Regions from separate parts of the Mus musculus genome. Here all the other regions are linked to region 3. The links are chromatin contacts, called in public Hi-C maps. All regions are on one chromosome and are shown on one strand. The core of a region is the stretch at or near the end of the contact, and the rest is flanking DNA. Distances in the headings are between cores, read along the strand shown.

The links. Hi-C and Micro-C count contacts between places; a contact is called where the count stands out from the background.
Region 1: a contact with region 3 is called in a Hi-C map of cerebral cortex, with 4 times the contacts expected there. The contact joins the enhancer-like site here to the promoter of Abhd5 in region 3. A contact is called at or near these places in 6 of 39 promoter capture datasets (cranial neural crest, liver, macrophages and 3 more), 1 of 15 datasets of contacts at CTCF or cohesin (the NIH/3T3 cell line), 7 of 484 Hi-C or Micro-C datasets (LSK cells, the N1E-115 cell line, bone marrow-derived macrophages and 4 more), 7 of 115 datasets of contacts at active chromatin or transcription factors (the SCID.adh cell line, bone marrow-derived macrophages, embryonic stem cells and 4 more) and 3 of 9 other capture datasets (adipose tissue, liver and pancreatic islet).
Region 2: a contact with region 3 is called in a Hi-C map of Sertoli cells, with 3 times the contacts expected there. The contact joins the enhancer-like site here to the promoter of Abhd5 in region 3. A contact is called at or near these places in 2 of 39 promoter capture datasets (the C10 cell line and neutrophils), 1 of 484 Hi-C or Micro-C datasets (Sertoli cells), 3 of 115 datasets of contacts at active chromatin or transcription factors (bone marrow-derived macrophages, effector CD8 T cells and embryonic stem cells) and 2 of 9 other capture datasets (adipose tissue and liver).

Annotation. Positions count from the first base shown.
Region 1 is chr9:122,264,441-122,267,528 of GRCm38.p6, reverse strand. All of the region lies in intron 4 of Ano10 (anoctamin 10), which reads left to right. Among named protein-coding and RNA genes, the nearest start is that of Mir8106, 8.0 kb to the left of the region's middle. Within about 2 kb of position 1,593, at least 16 of the 459 cell types and tissues checked have an H3K27ac peak or open chromatin away from gene starts, as enhancers often do. A contact at or near this core is called in cerebral cortex, where this site is marked.
Region 2 is chr9:122,226,134-122,228,916 of GRCm38.p6, reverse strand. The region is part of intron 11 of Ano10 (anoctamin 10); the gene reads left to right. Among named protein-coding and RNA genes, the nearest start is that of Mir8106, 47 kb to the left of the region's middle. Within about 2 kb of position 1,301, at least 23 of the 459 cell types and tissues checked have an H3K27ac peak or open chromatin away from gene starts, as enhancers often do. A contact at or near this core is called in Sertoli cells, where this site is marked.
Region 3 is chr9:122,350,235-122,352,954 of GRCm38.p6, reverse strand. It overlaps Abhd5 (abhydrolase domain containing 5), which reads right to left and starts at 1,339. Exons shown (of 7, transcript NM_026179.2): 1 at 1,116-1,339. The coding sequence starts at 1,168.

The DNA.
Region 1 (3,088 bases), core at 344-2,843, 86 kb after region 3:
GGAAGGTAGGACATGGGAGGAAGGGGCCAGAGTCTCCAGCAAGAAGCAATGATAGAGAGAGGCTTATACTCTGTCCTGCTGTGAGTTCTCCTGAGGCAGCTGCATTCTATAGAGAGCTCTGGGGAACACTGTTCTTGTAGGGAGCACTATTCTAGGGAGCACTGTTCTTGCAGGGCTTGGCCTTGACTCAGCACCAAAGCTAATGGCCTTCCTCCTGGTGGTAGCTAGCAAGACACTATGGATGTGCACCAAGTATTGGAGGCTCATCCATGCCCCCCTGGGCCCCAGGAACTCTGGAACACCACCACTGTCTGCCTGCTCCATCCAGGTTCAGACTTTTGTTTACCCTCTGTTGACCTTAAAGGCTTTGTTTCATGCTTTGTGTTTTGCATTTGTAAATTTTAGTTTCATAAAACTTTCTTTTTAATGTTTCTGGATCTTTTTGTTTTTAATTTTGTTTCATGAACAAGTAAGTGTTGGTGTCTCCAGTGTTCTAGGTAACCAAGCATCCCACATTCTGTATCAACAGAATGTTGACTGATGTATTTGCAAAAGGATATGTGTAGTCTTTCTCATTCACTTGGCTGTGAGGCATGCTCCAGATACTTCTGGGTGGTGCTGCAGTAGAGTACAGACAGCAAGGTCCTGGCGCTGCTGGAAGCCCCAGCTCTCTCTGTTCCCCTGTACCAATCAGCCAACCACCTAGACATGACCAGTTCTACCTGGAGTTTGCACACTTACTCTGGTGTGTCTCACTGGGAGTATGTTCTTCCCTAAGCCCAGCCTAGCTTCCTGTTTGGCGATGTCATCACAGCTCTTGTGAGCATGAGTTCTCACTGGAGATACTCCAGAACTGTGATGGGAAGAAACCTTGTTTCTTATAAAGTTAGCCCAGCTCAGGTCCTCTGTTACAGTAACAGAAGAGCAGGCTAACATGTGTTCTAACACATGTGACGTCTTTAACATTACATGGCTGTGCTCTAGAAGGCATCAGCATCTTGTTAGGACATCCTCTGTGTGTAAGGATAGACAAAGTGGAGTAGGGGGGTCCCTAAAACCCCAAACACCATAATCAGAAATGTATGTAAGAATATTCAACCATTGAAATATGTGTATATTAGATAACACACAGCACACATGCATGCTCAAACACATGCACATTGTGTTTGGCCACATGAGTTTGTAGTCTTTATTAAACAGGTTGGAAATCAAATGAGAAACACAGGAGACATAGGTATCCCTGGGTGTAGCTGTCTTCCAGTTTGGATGGAAGTAGCCTGCTTACCATGATATCCAGCAGCCACAGGAAGGGGCTGCGCTGGTCACCCCTTGCTGTGGAACCCTCCCTTCCTCAGCTGTCTGCTGTCTGGCCAGATGCTCCGCATTGCACAGAGCCTGTCAGGAGTCCTGGGATCCCTTTGCTTTGGAGGTGAACACATGACGTCAGCCCAAGGCAGCTTTGGAGGTGAACACGTCGAGTCAGCCCGAGGCTGTTGGTATTAGTGCTTTTGCTGCTACGGTGTCCTTCAGACCAGGCCAGCCTTTGATTCCCTTGGATAAGATAGTAGTAATCTGTTTGCCATCTGGTGGCTCTCATGAGTCACTCCAGCATGGAGTGGCTATTGATGTGGAATTATCAGCACTCTGGAAGGAGGGAATCTAACTGAGGTTGCTGCCTTCTTTTGTTAGGCCCAAGCACCATCCTATTTTCCTTTCAAGGTAAGAGTCCTTCCTTGTAATTACAGTCAAAGCTGACAGGAGGAGGCTGGAGGTTTTTAAAGATGCCAGCTCCTATTTTTAGAGCTGAAACCAAAACCCTGCTCTGGCATTGGTAGCGATGAGAAGCTGGCAATTTAGACTTGAAGCCTCTCTAGAGGTTCCATTCACTGTCCTATTTTTGGAGATATACAAGCGGGCCTTTGAGCCTGGTGGAGAGCCTTCCATAATGGAGTTGTCTTGTAGAGAAGAACCCGCAACTTCGGTGCTACAAGCCAGCTCAGACTTCAAACACTGGTGGAGCAGTGGAAAACACTGTGATGGAGAAGACCCTGTTGTCGCTGTGTACCCTACACGAAGGACCAGGACTCGGGTTGTAGGTGGTTAAGTCAGGTTAGCTAAAGAAAAGTCTTCAGAAATCTTAGCATAAAGAACTGACAAAAGGTCTTGACAGCATCCAAAGCTGATAGAACTCAAACCACATGTGTATGTCTTTGCACCCTCAGAGCTGGTCCTTCCGACTGGTTCCTTTTCCAGTCACTAAGAAGGGGACCCTTCACAGTAGCTTGCCCTTTACTTCCCTCCTCCTCTGTGGAGAGTCTGAGTGATGGATTGTAAGAGGACTCATGGGTGAGGAGTTCTCTTTTCCTCCAGCTAACTGAGATCCCATCAGGGTGTGAAAGTGGTAGCCATGACTTTTTAAATGCAAATTCCATTTCATGAACAACCTTGCTCTTCAGCAAGAGACTGTCTCAAAGACTCATGGGAAAAGTGCCCCAGCTCCCCAGCATGGCCTTAGGACTGAGGATCCCTCCACACTGCAGGTGGCTCTCGGTACCTACAGCAGATAAGAGATTCTGGGTCCATTGAGCATGGCCAGGAGGCACTGTTTGTCTTTTCCATATTGTGTGTGAATGTTCCAGTCATACTTGTCACCCAGCCTCATGGAGAAGGAGGAGTGCTGGGAGTGTGAAGTTCCTGTTTGTGGATGTGTCTTGTCCTGAGGTTGGAAAGACAGAAATGAGTGAGGATGCTGCCAACACAGGAGCATCTCATCTGCCTCAGAGGAGGTCCTGTAGCCAGCGAAAATCAGAGTACTGGGGCAGAAGAATTAATTTAAAATTTGCCATTGGTCCTAGAAATCCTATTCTAAGTGTATACAGTAAGAAAGGAGTGAAGACATAGAATAATGTATGTGTAATAATTTCAGGATTTGGGGGAGGGGTGTTGGGGTGCTGGATCAGTGGTTAAGAGTACTGTCTACTCTTCAGAGGTTCCATCTGTAATGGGATTTGATGCCCTCTTCTGTCCTGCAGGCATACAGGCAAACAGAGTACTCGTGTGTATAAATAAATAAATCTTTAAAAAACTT
Region 2 (2,783 bases), core at 52-2,551, 120 kb after region 3:
AAGGAGGAGTACTTCTGCACTCATGGTGACATGCTCCTGGAAGAAGGCACCACAGTGAGCTGCATAGAAATGCACAAATCAGTGACACATGTGAGGGGAAGAAATCAAGTGAGCAACTGAATAGGAAGTGTCCTGGGAATAGTGAGACAGTGCCAGGAAAGCCCTGACAAGAGGCTTGCCGGAGATGAGCATCCCAGAGCTAAGCATCCCTGAGATGAGCATTGAGTGAGAGTCACGATTAGAGTATACAGGAAGAGGCAGCAGAGCCAGCCTCCATCAGGCCAGGCCTGGCATGTGCGGGAAAGGAGAGGAGAGAGAGGTGAGAGAGAAGATTCCAGAGGCATTCAGAGTAGGAAGGAGCTCAAATAGTATGTTTTCAGGTTATGGCTTTTATCTGGGCGTGTGTGTGTGTGTGTATGTGTGTGTGTGTGTGTGTGTGTGTGTGTGTGGCTCGTTTTTCAAATGGAGTCGCTCTGTTAGCACAGAAGACTGTGGAGGAAGGGAGAATGGTTATTGCTGAGGTGACATGACCCATGTGTAAGGCAGGCAAGGTCTGGATAATGCTGGGAGCAAGCTGGACCAGTTCTGAAAGTTGAAGGCTATGGGGCACTACATACATTAAGTTGGAGGTTATAGGGCATTACATACATTAAGCTGCTCACTGACAGCTTTCATGAGCACTGGGCCTCAAGTACATTTATTACCAACATTTGAACAAGTTTTTTTTTTTCATGTTTTTCCTTGATTACTGACAGCTTAAATCTCTTTAGCCCTTGTAGCTATTCTGAGAAGGAAGGAGTGTCTGCTATTTACTGAAATGTGATGTTCATATGTCCACAAGTCTCTGGTTTGTTCTGAGCACTCACTATGTCATAGCCGGAGGAGGGGGAGGAGGAGGAGGAGGAGGAGGAGGAGGAGGAGGAGGAGGAGGAGGAGGAGGAGGAGGAGAAGGAGGAGAGGGGGAGGAGGAGGAGGAGGAGGAGGAGGAGGAGGAGGAGGGAGGAAGGAGGAAGTAGTCTCCTAGAGTTAGAGAGGTAGTTTACTGTTCTTGTAGAGGCCCCAAGTGGGTTTGTAACACCACATCTGGTGGCTCTGAATTCTGAGGGCACTTGTGCTCATATACACACCCACACAGACACACATGTACACATAATTAAAAATAGTAAAATAAGTAATCTCTAAAGTCCAACCTCAGCTCTTGGGACCATATTATTTAATTGCACATTGTAGTGCTATGCAAGGCTCAAGCAAACCACAGTGGCTGATGCTCCCTGGTTTCCTGTCTCTTGTGTGTTTGTCATTTCCTGGGATACCTGTCACAGAGTGAGTGTTTCAGCTTTGTGATCTGAAGGGGGACTCACTGAAAAGAGCACAGAGAAAAAAGGCAGTGTACCGTCTTGATGCGGAGAATGCCAACTGATACCGTGCTTGCCGCCAAGCTCAAAGAATGGGCTCTGGTGCAGTGTAACCTTGGCTCACAAGCACCTCAGCAAATCTCTGGAGACAATGGCATCTTTATGCTCAGTCATGTCATGCAGGAAACATTGTTGGGGGCATCTGGTCCAAAGCAATTCTTATGCCAAACAGAGAAGGGCTCAGGAATTCAGTGAATTTTTCTTCAGATCTGACTTTGCCATGGACAAGTGCTGTAAGAGAAACCCCCAGGCTGCCTGGGTTGTAGCACGTGCAGGAATCTCCATGAGCTTGAGTGTAAAGCCTTGCTGTGCGTTACTTCAGAGAGTGCTTTTATTATGTCTTCTGTCTTCATTTTGCTAAAGCAAATGAGAACCGTGTGTGAGGCATTCAGAGGAACTTGTTTAAGATTTCTATCATCAGGACTGCTCGTTGCCAAGCATGAGGGTCAGGGTTCAGGTCACCAGAACATAAGTAAAAACTGAGGTGTGTGGTGGCTCACCTGTGACTGCAGGACATGGTAGGGCAGAGACAGGAGCTCCACACAGCACTCTGGCTAGTTAAAGAGCTGGCTCTGGGTTCAGTGGGAGACTCTGCCTCAGTATATAAGCTACAGGGTAAGATGACATCTGATTCCTACCTTAGGCCTCTGCACACAAGCGTGTGCATGCATACAAACACAAACACATGTGTACCTGCTCATAGACATATATTTACACATGCAAACATGCACATATACACATACACACATATGTGAAGAAATATTTTTATTATTCCTATGTTAGAGCCTTGAGATTAGTATGTGTGTTTGTGCATGTACGTGTGTATGTGAGCACTCAGTTGTGCCTATATATGCGGAAGATAGTGGTTTTGTTGCCGTCTGTCGCTTCCTGCCTTCTTGAGAGAGGGCCTCTCACTGACCCTGGTAGATCAGCTGGCTAACCAGCCCCCAGGATTGGCCTGCCCCACTTCTCAGCCCTGGGGTGATAGGTGCACATGTAAGCACATGGATTTTATGTGGATTCTGGGGATTTGAACTCTGGTCCCTGTACTTGCACAGCAAGTGGTGCACCTTAGTTCACATTTTAAAGCTGTTGACTTGACAATGATTTTCTGTCATTTCTCATTTTTCTTACAAATGGAGAGAAGTAATCTGGTTTAAAGAAACCAAACCCCTCTGAATGACAGTTAAAATACATATTTTGCCATAGCCATAGCTGAGGTCAGCTTGGGGCCTGTCACACTGCCTGTCCGTCATCAGTTTGCAGTTTTAGTGGTGCTGATCCACCTTCTCCTGGTGCTGCTGCCCCTGCCATCTTGTGTTAGTACTGATTTTGTTCACCCACTAACCCCCAGTGCTTGATCTATAT
Region 3 (2,720 bases), core at 90-2,589:
TTCCTGAGCCTCACAGTATCAAGACCAAAAGGGCCCACAAGTTAGAATTCTCAGAGCCAGAAAAATGTCCTGACAAATTTAATAGAAACCCAAGCTACCAGGTCCTAGTTGTACCACATGACACTCTGTATTTCATGTCAATATAACTAGGAAGTTCAACAACAGACCAAAACAGTGGCTCCACTTGTTAATTATCACTTAAACAAAACTTGAAGAGTGTAGTTTCTAGCATTTCAAAAATATTCCTCCCCTAACATCTTTCCAAAATACTTACTTTCACATTACCATAATCTATTTACCCTATGGTTATCTTTCCCATACAAATGTCTCCAAATAGCTGAAGTACAACTGTCAAAATAATTTATAAAGGAGATGTATAGTCCCGTCCATATAAAACAAGTAGCCTTTTGAGAATCAGTGAAATAACTTTCATAGTAATTTAATTTTTCCACCAAGCATTGTTCTACTCACAAGGGCATGACATATCAAAAACAAAAAAGAATAACTTACTATGTCTATGAAGAAGTTGGGTGTGGTGGTTCACACATGTGATCTCAGCACTGGACGGCTGAGGCAAAAGGATTGGGTCTCTGCAGAGTTGAAAAGCTACCCTGGTCTACAGATTTCCAGGCCAGCAAGGGCTACATAGAGTGACTCCGGTTTCCAAAAAAAACAAAACAACAACAACAACAACTTAAGGGCTTCCTTCCTGTTAGGCATCTGCCCTTCAACTTTCACAAAGTTTGCCAGGGCTAGTGAAGCCAGACCGCCGGGTCACGGGAGCGCACGCACGGGGCAGCGGGAGGTGGGACGCAAGCGCCCCAGGCGCACCGGCGGCGATCGGCTGTCCCGCGAGGCTCCGAGTCCGACGCCTTCTCCCACCCTGGCGACGCACGGCTCCCGGCGCGGAGTTCTGAGCTCCGCCGCGCTCGGGATCACCGGGACGGCCGTCAACAGCAGCCGCTTTCCCTCCCCGCAGCCCCGCGGCCCTGACCGGGCCTGTCTGCCCCGACGGGTCGAGAGAGCGGGCGCCCGCGCCTTCCCTCGGCTGGCCGCCCGGGGTCGCCAGAGCGCACGAGACCCACGTCGTCCCCCCCTTCCCGGGTGATCCTCACCCTCCACCGGCGTCTGCCGAGTCCACCTCCTCCTCCGCCGCCATCGCTTTCATCACCGCCGCCGCGCAAGCGCAGGGACACACCTCGAAGCCGGCTGACAGGCCGACTGGGCGGCCCCGGGCCGCGGCCGCCCTTAAGACCGCACCGCCCGCGCATGCGTCGTCCGCCCGCTGGGACGATCCGAGGGCGCGGCCGCGCCACCGCAGGCTCGGCGTCCCAGCGGCCCGGCCTCGCAGACACGCATGCGCTGCCCGCCTGTCGCGCGGAGGCGGGGGCACTGGTAAGGAAGGTCAGCCCGACGCCGCGGGAGCCTAGGTAGTCATCCGTCGGAATAATGACCATTAATGCGTCATTCCGCCCGTGTGGACTGCCCTGGACGGGGCGCTAGGCAAGCCGTAGGTAGCCTGGAGTGAGACCCCAGCCAGAAATAGCCTGAGTGGCAGAAGTGCGCATCCTGTGGTGCTGGACCCTCCAGCCCTTACTTTCAGGTGGTGGCCTCTAGGAACTTGCACTCCACCCTGCCAGACTCTAGACTCCGGAAGGCTGAGAGCTTATGTGTGGGTACTAGAATTACACACACACCACCACCATCACCACCACCACCATCATCATCCCCACAGACCACAGAAGAGAGGGGCGAGGGAGGGAGAGAGGGAGAGCACTTCCTAGAATCCATTCTAAAATGATAGAGGGCTGAGGGCTCATAAAAATATTCTCATGAGCTCGATATGGTGGTCCACACCCTTCAAAAACACTTGGGAGTCAGAGGCAAACACATTTCTGTGAGTTGGATTAGCCTGATTAGCCAGCCAGAGCTACACAGTGAGACCCTGTCTTTAAAATAAATAAATTTAAAGGGGAGAGGGCTCGAGGGATGGCTCAGTGGTTAAGAGTGCATACTGTCCTATAGAAGAGAATGGGTTTGTTTCCAGCATCCATGTGGAGCCCCACAACTGCTTGTAATTCCAGTTCCAGGGGAGCAACACCCTCTTCTGGCCTCAGAGCACCTTAATGTATATGGTGCACATACAGGCAAGGAGGCACACCCTCGAGTGGGATTATTTTAATAATTTTTTTCCTGGTTAAGGGACGTGAGCAAATGCGTGAAAGTGATAAAGAGTAAAGCTCAGTACAGGCAAATGAAAGTCAGCAGCTAGCAAGTAAGTCCAAGACTGCGCTTTAAAAATAGAATTCAGAACTATGGCACTCACTGTGATTAAACAAATAGAGGCATCCTGGTGTTGCATAAGGGATGTTTCCCTTGGCTGGGGGCAGGTTCCTCCGGTCAGGAGAAAGTGTATGAACTAGCCTAGCTCTTTGTGCTTGTGACAAGCTGCCTACAGCTGGAGCTGTGTTGTGCAGGGGCCATCTATGCATTAGTTCCTAGGTTCAATTCCCATCCTGCCCTCTACCCCACACTCCAAAAAATGAAATTCTGAGAATATGTAATAGGTTCTCTTAGTTCAGCCACACCTGGGTGGTACTGATGCCCGGAACTACTCAGGAGCCTGATGTAAGCTAACTGAGTCTCAAATAATTCTAATAAGGCCAAAATATGTGGCATTCCCCCTTTCCCAGAGATCTAACCAAGAGCAGGTGTGTGGA